Linked DNA regions of Ovis aries: region 2 is linked to region 1. The links are chromatin contacts, called in public Hi-C maps. All regions are on one chromosome and are shown on one strand. Each heading gives the region's core, a stretch centred on a gene start, on an enhancer-like site or on the middle of the called end of the contact. The rest is flanking DNA. Distances are from core to core; before and after follow the strand shown. Region 1 overlaps PALLD (palladin, cytoskeletal associated protein). Region 2 overlaps PALLD (palladin, cytoskeletal associated protein).

Evidence for each region. Hi-C and Micro-C count contacts between places; a contact is called where the count stands out from the background.
Region 2: a contact with region 1 is called in a Hi-C map of blood, with 6 times the contacts expected there. The contact joins two enhancer-like sites. A contact is called at or near these places in 3 of 16 Hi-C or Micro-C datasets (blood, liver and mixed tissues).

What each region holds. Positions count from the first base shown.
Region 1 is chr2:111,994,223-111,998,450 of ARS-UI_Ramb_v3.0, forward strand. PALLD (palladin, cytoskeletal associated protein) reads right to left here. Exons shown (of 22, transcript XM_060409579.1): 17 at 2,863-2,957; 18 at 1,110-1,242. Among named protein-coding and RNA genes, the nearest start is that of TRNAC-ACA, 41 kb to the left of the region's middle. Within about 2 kb of position 2,264, at least 5 of the 54 cell types and tissues checked have an H3K27ac peak or open chromatin away from gene starts, as enhancers often do.
Region 2 is chr2:112,332,004-112,336,231 of ARS-UI_Ramb_v3.0, forward strand. All of the region lies in intron 2 of PALLD (palladin, cytoskeletal associated protein), which reads right to left. It overlaps LOC132659187 (a long non-coding RNA gene), which reads left to right. Exons shown (of 2, transcript XR_009599261.1): 2 at 1-4,228. Among named protein-coding and RNA genes, the nearest start is that of PALLD, 26 kb to the right of the region's middle. Within about 2 kb of position 2,063, at least 3 of the 54 cell types and tissues checked have an H3K27ac peak or open chromatin away from gene starts, as enhancers often do.

The DNA.
Region 1 (4,228 bases), core at 1,014-3,513:
AGACACAAGGTTTTGGTGGCTTCTCGTAGCACATTTCATTCTGATTTACAAGCCCCAAAAAGCACTTGCACGTAGGCACTCCAGTTTGACACCAGCACTATCTGTAGCAGCCAGGACAAGCGGCAAGCTTCATGTCCACCGACGGATGGATAAAGAGGACGCGGTGCGTATTACAATGGAGCACCACTCAGTCACACAAAGAAGGAAACAAACCTCAGTTGCCATAGCCTGGAGAGACCTAGACATTGTCATTTGAAGTCAGAAAGAGAGAGACAAATACGATATCGCATATATATATATATATATATATATATGGAATCTTGAAAAAAATGATACAGATGAACTTATTTACACAGATAAGCTTATTTATGAGACAGAAACAGACTTGCGGACGTAGACAGTGAATTTATGGCGACCACGGGAGAAAGGCGGGGCTCCCAGGCAGCTCTCATGGCAAAGAGCCCGCCTGCCAGCAGGAGACATAAGCACACTGAGGTGTGATCCCCGGGTCAGGAAGACCCCCTGCAGGAAACGGCAACCTGCTCCAGGATTCCTGCCTGCAGAATCCCATGGACAGAGGAGCCTGGTGGGCTACAGTCCATGGGGGTCGCAAAGAGTCGAACACAAGTGAAGTGACTTAGCACCCGCAGCAGGGAGGGGATAAACTGGGAGGTTCAGATGGACATATAAACAGCAGTATATTTAAGACAGCTAACCAGCAAGGACCTGCTGCATAGCACAGGGGACTACACTCCCTAAATGGGAAAAAAACTTGAAAAGATACGTGTATATCACTGAATCGCTTTGCTGTACACCTGAAACTAATACGACATCATAAATCAATTTACTCCAATGTAAAATGGAAATAATACATTGGACAATAAACTCCTGTTAGGAATTTATCCTTTCCAAACATTTCTGTGAGTTCAGAGTTAAGTGCCTCCCGTGTTTATGTTCTGTAATTCCAGAGATAACCAGCAGAGGGAGCCCAAATAATTTTATAAAACATTCATACTTCAGAGCTGAGATTTAAACTTAAGGTCAATCAATGGGGCAAAACCAGAGAAGAGAGATACAGCACTGGGGGGAGGCTGGGCGCATGCACTCACCTTGCAGTCCATCCTGCAGAGCCTGCCTTCCTGCACGGTCAGATCCCCGGGCGCCTGCAGGAAGTGCGGGCGGAAGAAGCGCTCCTGGATGGGCTCCCCTTCGTCAGCACTGTCCCTGGATCGTGAGCGCGGCCTTCAGACCAGAGTCAACATACAGGAGATGGGGGTGGGGTGGACAGATGATACAGAAAAACAGATCGATAGATGGCAGGTCATTTCTAGGGTCCCAGTCATCTGCTTTCTAAACACAGGGGCAAAAACATCATTTCCTTACCTGCTTACCTGATCCCTAATCTCAACCGTTTACACCATAAAAAAAGTCAGGGGATAAAATCTTGTTTCATTTGGGAGTTTGATACAAATTTAATAGTCTGCTAATTGCAGATCTTAATCTCCTATCCTAACCCTTATGACTAGTATAAATCATGAATTGGGAAATGGGAAAAAAAAAAATAGGTTAAAGAAAGCTTTAAAATATTTTTAAAGCTGAATGAGAACTGTATGAGAACTAGCAGCTCATTTACTACCAAATATTTTTCAGTATCAATAACTATAACTTTCTGCTGTGAGAGAAAGTTTGCAGGAAATCAGAAGTTCTTATTTTTTAAGAAAGTAATATATTTCTAATAAAAATTCCTTTTCATTAACCAGGAAAACAACTGAATTTTTAGGCAGGTCTTCTGCATCCGTTATCCATGTACCTAAAGACAATTATTTTTTGCTTTAAAATGAAATTGTGTGAATCTCCCAGATTTTGTGCATCTTTCTTGCTTTTGAGTATGTTTCTAGAGGCACCTTTTAAGAGTAAAATGATTTAAAGTGATTGCAGGGAAGATGTAATAATCAAAGGACAAGATGTTCAAACTAATTCTGCCAGTGATCATCAGAAAGTAAGTTATGAAACACTTAACTAGAAAAAGCAAAACAAAAGAAAAATTAGTATAATGGGCTAGAATTATCCACCCTTCAACAGAGTCACCTATCAGATCTAGTTTACCAGTACGATGCTCCTCTAGGAAACTGCTTGCCATGTGACCCATGAACAGCCGAAATGTACTGAAGGCCCCGGAAAAGCAGATGGACGTGCTCAGCTGTGCTGTGCTCCCAGCTGGCACAGGCGGCACTGTGCGCGGGTCCTGCCCTGGAGGCCAGCATCACAGCTGCGAGCCCGAGGCCTGCAGCTGCCTCCCAAACACTGGCAGACACTGGTGCGGACCTGCTCGCTGTTTCTGCTCCTCCTGCGGCTTCTCCGGTGTGTCCTCCCCTGCCCCTGTGGCCCTCCAGGACCCCAGCCCACCTGGAATCCCCTGACAGGGAGCCCAAGCCAGCAGCCCACCAGCTCCTTTGAAGCCACGCCCATCACTGGGCACCACACGCCCCGCCCATGCTTGCGCGCCCTGGCGGCTCCAGGTACGGAGTGTCCAAAACGTGGCCAGTCTGACTTTGAGGTCTGGGTGTCGAGTAAACTTGTGCACTGAGTGACGGGAGCAGAAACCTTCAGGCGCGAGGTGGTCCAGGCAACCAGAGGCCCGGCGCGAGGGCGGCGGTGAGGGGCACGCGGCCAGGCCTGGGCACACCCGTGGCGACACAGCTGCCACATGACACGCCTCCTGGCTGGCGTCCCCACCCCAGCCACAGGGAGCCCCAGGCTTCCCCTCACGTGCCCACTCTGTCGGCTCCCCACAATGCTGACGGTGCCGGGTTCAGGAGCCAGCGAGACCCCAGCAATGCCCGGGAAGGGCGCAGGACGTACCTTCTGCTGTGAGGGTGTCCGGCCGGCGGGCGGGGGCTGCGGCCTCTCTGGTTCACGGCCTGGACCATCAGCCGCCCCGTGCAGCTGACGCGGCCCTGCGGGGGACAGGACCACGGCGGTGAGCAATGCCTGGAGCCAGCGCGGCCTCCCCAGGCCCACGGGCCGCCCCCGCCCCCCGGGACTCGGCGTGTGAGGCACGTGGATAAGAAGGGCCCCACCCCCGACGCTTGGCTCGGCTTTACCGTTTCATCTAGGATGCCCTGTAAGACGACGACCCCCTATGAATTAACTGTCACTTGCCAAGGTCTCTCGAGCCCATAAACATTCTCCCCATGAAATGAGCGCATTTGAGATTTATGAACCAAAAGCAAATGCCTGAAACGTGAGGGTCAGATGACAAAGGTTAGATAAACTATCTAATGAAAAACTGTATTTTTATCTTTAAAACATTTTTAATTTGCATTATAGCTGATGGGTCTACAACCACCCTGCCCAAACACACCCAATCTGATCTGAAATACAGTGGACTTAACATTAGTTTTAGGTATAAAACATGAGTCTACATTTTTGGTGCTTATGCCCCGTCTAAAGTGGTGACAAAGCACGGCTGTACGCACTACTGTCTCTCTCTGTCGACAGAGAGTCTGATGCGTGCTCTTCGGGGCGCGCAGCGGTGCTGAGGGGCCCGACTACAGGAATAAAGGACCCAGGGGCTGCAGCTTCCTGGCCCAGGCTCCTCTTTCTCCCCATGGCTGGCAGAGCAGCAAGGCAGATTCTCTCCTCCACTTGCTCCTCTCAAGGCCCAAGAGCACGAGCGGATGGACTTCTAAGCTCTGACGACGACCGAAAGCGAGGAGCCAGGGCAGGAACCTGAGAAGCGGACTGCTCATTCTTGTCCTCGGTGAATTCGAGCTCCCAGATGAAGGGCAGCCCTGTGTGCACTCACGTCACGGCTGACCACTGACCCCCACTGTCATCCCAAGTGGCCTACATAAGGGAGGCCAGAGCTGAGGGTCGCATGGGTTCGCAACTGCCTTCTGAGCTCCCCTGGGGATGGGCTGAGGGGGGAGAGGATGCTGGCGGGGGACACGGAGGGAGGCGCCACAGCAGGGTGCACGGAGGGGCCCTGCACGTCTCCCCACAGCCTGCACGTCAGGCCCCAGGCCCCAGGCAAGGCACAGACTCACACGGACAGTGCAGACGGAGGGTGAGGAGGCCCCGGGAGGAGCGGCTGCTGGAACACACAGCTCGTGTGGCCCTGAACCGCGAGGAAGGCCCCTCCTTCACTGAGGCCACCACACCCCCAAGTACCGTGCAGCGCACTTCGGGAGGGAACGACTCCCGCCCCGTACCAACTGCATCTCAG
Region 2 (4,228 bases), core at 813-3,312, 340 kb after region 1:
GTGCTGGTCATACTTGACAAGGAGGGGTGAAGTGACTGGATATGATGAGGAAATGCCTTCAACTGTGTGTCCTTCAGTCCTCCCTGGAGCTGGGCCCCTTCGTCTGACTCTGTACAGCTCACTGGTCCAGGGCCGGGGTCCAGATGGCTCTACTTGGGCCAACTCTAAGCAGCTCCAGGCCTGCAGTTTGGTGAGCCACAGGCTGGTCTGGCCATCTGCCCCCTCCTGGAGCCCGCAGGAGTTGGTCATGGCGTGGCCCTCACTTGGCCCCGTCTGAGTCCCTGTTTCAGTGACTCGAGTCCTGAAGGGCAGACCTGCTCCCCAGGAGCAACCCTTGGTCTGGTCCCTGGTCCCCACTGCCCTGCCTTTGTGGGACGCCTGCCTCTAACTCCGCCTCAACCACCGTCCTGCACCTCCAGACCCGTCACCCATTTCCCAGTCCCGCGCGTCTCTGGGCCTCTGTCCATGCTGGGCCCAGCTCCCTGGACCCCTGCTCTCCACAACTTCCGTCACCTGCTCCAGGGCCCTGGGAGGTGGCCCGCTGACCACCAGGCCTGCCCAGTGTTGGGTTCAGAGACCCCTGATGGACTCAGTGGGAGCCGGGCTGTAAACTGCCCCGATTCAGGCAACCTCCCTATCAACATTTGTCTTCCTTATACAAAATTCACTTCCAAGAAGGTTTCCTCTTCAGGATCTCCAGTTCTCACGGAGGAAAGGAGCGCAAAGGTTTTAGGCGTTTGGTGCATTTGCAAATGCATGGCAGAGGGGCCAAGATCTTTGGAACAGAGATTAAGAAACTTCAATGTATATTTACACTTTCCGCTTAAAAAAAACCCTCAAAGGATAACAAAACAACCCAGCTAACTTTAAAAAATGGTGCATGCTCATTAGAAACTTAATTACTCTAGAAGGGCACAACTTTAATCACTAACATTGGTCATGGGCTTTGGCAGACTGGGAGATGACAAGAGAAACTAGTTAACAATCCTGTAGCTACTAACTAAATTAATTCTCCCCTTCCCCTAAGGAGAAGAGGCAGAAGCCTGAACTGGATGGCCCCCAAAGTATGAAATGGTTAAGTGAACTTTAACACAGAAGTTATGGTAGGCTCACTTGAATTAATCCTTTGATGGGTAAATGGATTACTTTTTGTTAAGAATATGTTTAGAAGGGGGCTATTTTGGAGTCAGTGCCAGTGGAGCAGAGTGCAGTTTGAATACATTTGGAAGGGGCTATTTTGGAGTAAACATCGACGGAGCCATGTGCAGTTTGAAAACCTGTGGAACCGTTTTGAGTGACACATGAATGCACTTCTAACAAATAATTATTTGTTCCCACGGTTAGTGGGTTAAAGACATCTAAATAGAATCCAAAATAAATAATTTCACTTCTATGACAAGCAAAGTGATAAGAACATTTTTTTTAATAGAAAAGATAAATAATGGACTATACAGAGTGTCTGACTCTTTGTGACCCCATGAACTACACAGTCCATGGAATTCTCCAGGCCAGAATACTGGAGTGGGTAGCCTTTCCCTTCTCCAGGGGATCTTCCCCGCCCAGGGGTGGAACCCAGGTCTCCTGTGCTGCAGGCGGATTCTTTACCAGCTTAGCCACAAGGGAAGCCCAATGCAGAATTTAGGATGAGATATTTAATTAAACAAACTCATTAGGAAGTTTTTTGCTGCCCCCTGCTGTCAGCTTCTAAAAGACACGAAAACCATGTAAAAAGGGTGGCGTTAGTGGTAAAGAACCCGCCTGCCAATTCCATCCCTGGGTTGGGAAGATGCCCTGGAGGAACGCAATGGCAGCCCACTCCAGTATCTTGTCTGGGAAATCCCATGGACAGAGGAGCCTGGCAGGCTACAGTCTGCGGGGTCACCAAGAGCAGGACACGACTAAAGCGACATAGCATGCACGCAAACTGTGTAAAAACTGACTCAAGGTGAATTAGTTGAACAAATTGATTTGAAAAAAAATTCTTTGCCTCTGACTCCATCAGTTCCTGTTGGTGATGCTGACTTACTTCATGTCTGTGACTAATGGTCTGTCAGCCCAAGGAGCCAGCTGCAGCAAAGTGTGCGTCAGTGGGAGCTGGTGAGCAGTAGTTTGTGATCTGTGAAATGCTACATTAGTAAGTACCAGCCTCACAGCTTGGAGCCAGTGATGTCTTCCTTACCTTTTTGCTGAATTTCTTAATTTTGAATTAATTTTTATATTTCTGTAATTTAGGTAAAACACTCTTCATTAATAAAACCAAAACTTTCCCAGTAAATGCATTAATGGCTTATTTTCCATAGTATAATCCTGACGTGAATTGTTATTTTCATTTTGGCATGTGAAATTAAGAAATGAGAAGTATTAGCCATAAAAGGTAAGAGTAAAGCAATAGTCATTAGATGCAGAGCTCTGTTTTATTTTTTCACATGCTATTTTATTTAGTCACAAAATACAATGGGAGTGGGGATCATAATTCCCACTTCACAGATGAATAAACTGAATCACAAAATGACTTGTCTAGGTACACATTTGGTGAAAAGTGGAGTCCTGATGGGAGACCCTGGAGTCTGACCCCAGGGTTGTTGCTCTTAACCTCTTGGCACAGAAGGTACAGATGCTATACCTTCTGTGCATATAAAAGAATGCAGAGAAATCACCGTGGCCATGGAGCTGTCAGCGACCAGTGATTGCCACTGACCGCATACTCCTCAGCTGCTCTTCGTCTGCTGTCCGCCCTCTCGTGGCCGAAGCCCGGGCATATGGACGACAGGCCTGTCCACGCCCTGCCTGGCGTCTGTCTTCACGGGTAAGTTCTGCCACGTTGAAGGTGTGGTGCGCTCAGCACAGTGAACATGCGCCCATGGACCCCACGCTCAGACCGGACACACTTGGGGCTGACCTTGTGACAGGTCACACACACCCTGTGCCTTTCATCTGCCAGACAGCTTCTGGTTAAGGCGTCTGCCTGCAATGCAGGAGACCTGGGTTCGATCCCTGGGTCGGTAAGATCCCCTGGAGAAGGAAATGGCAACCCACTCCAGTATTCTTGCCTGGAGAATCCCATGGACGGAGGAGCCTGGTGGGCTACAGACCACGGGGTTTCAAAGAGTCGGACACGGCTGAGCGATTTCACTTTAACCATAGCCAGTAAATATTCAAATTATGCCCAGTACTTGACTATACCAGTTGGCATCTTGCTGGCTACCTTAATTCTGGGGCCTCCTGTAGCAACGTGCTGTTCTGCTATCTGCTTGCCCCATCCTTTGCACCCTTGCCCCATCCACCCCCCGCCCCCCGCCCCCTTAGCAGCACTGGTTCAGAATGGCAGATCCACTTGCCAGCGACCAGAGCACAGCTAGTATTGATGTCTGCCATGACGAGATGCCTCTGGCTTGTGGGTCCTTGAGAACATGACCTCATGCTCTGGGGGGCTCACTGTGCAGGAAATGATACACTGACTAGCTGGAGTTCATTTGCCTCCTTAGGTGGGTAGTGGGTTGGTCAAGCCTGAGTCATTTTTCAGAGGCAGCACTGCACATTCATATGTAAGAGGGAAGCCCACGTCTCCAGGATGGCCCCAACTAGTGTCTTCAGGCTGTGGAGCAGAGCATGCAAACGCTGCCGTCAGAGCCCTTCAGTGAGGAGAACCTGACTCCCAACTCCAGGGGCTTACACGTGCTGATCAGCAAATCAGCTTCCAAGTTTGAAATTACCCGAACCCCTTAAATTTTGCCTTGATCCCTGGAGCCGGTAAACGGATTTGAGCCGTGCCTTCTCCTTCCTGAAAAGAAGTGCTTTCCAGGGCTACCGTGTTGGCTCCTGTGCGTGTCCAGCAGCCAGCCCTTGCTGGGTAACCGTGTTTGGTGACCACGAAGGAACCGGGTGTCGTGACACCCTGCCATGGCCCCGCAGCCAGGTACGTGGCCCTCAGCCCTGACTCCGAGTGCCCACCTTGACCGCACTTGTCTGCAGGAGGAGGTTTCAGTTTCCTGCCTCCTCACCTCCGGACTCCGGCTCCTTGTGCGGTTTTGGGTCAGCTGTCTTTTTAGTCAGTAACCTTGCTGAAACATGTCCGTGCCTGAACTGTCTAATAACCTCATCAAGGATTGTGGGTTAGAGCCCCACCCTGGGTGAAATATAAAAAGTCCTCAAAAGTTTTGGTTAGACATAAATTGCAGCACTATCTTCTTTTGACCCCCTTCCTAGAGTACTGAGAATAAGAAAAAAG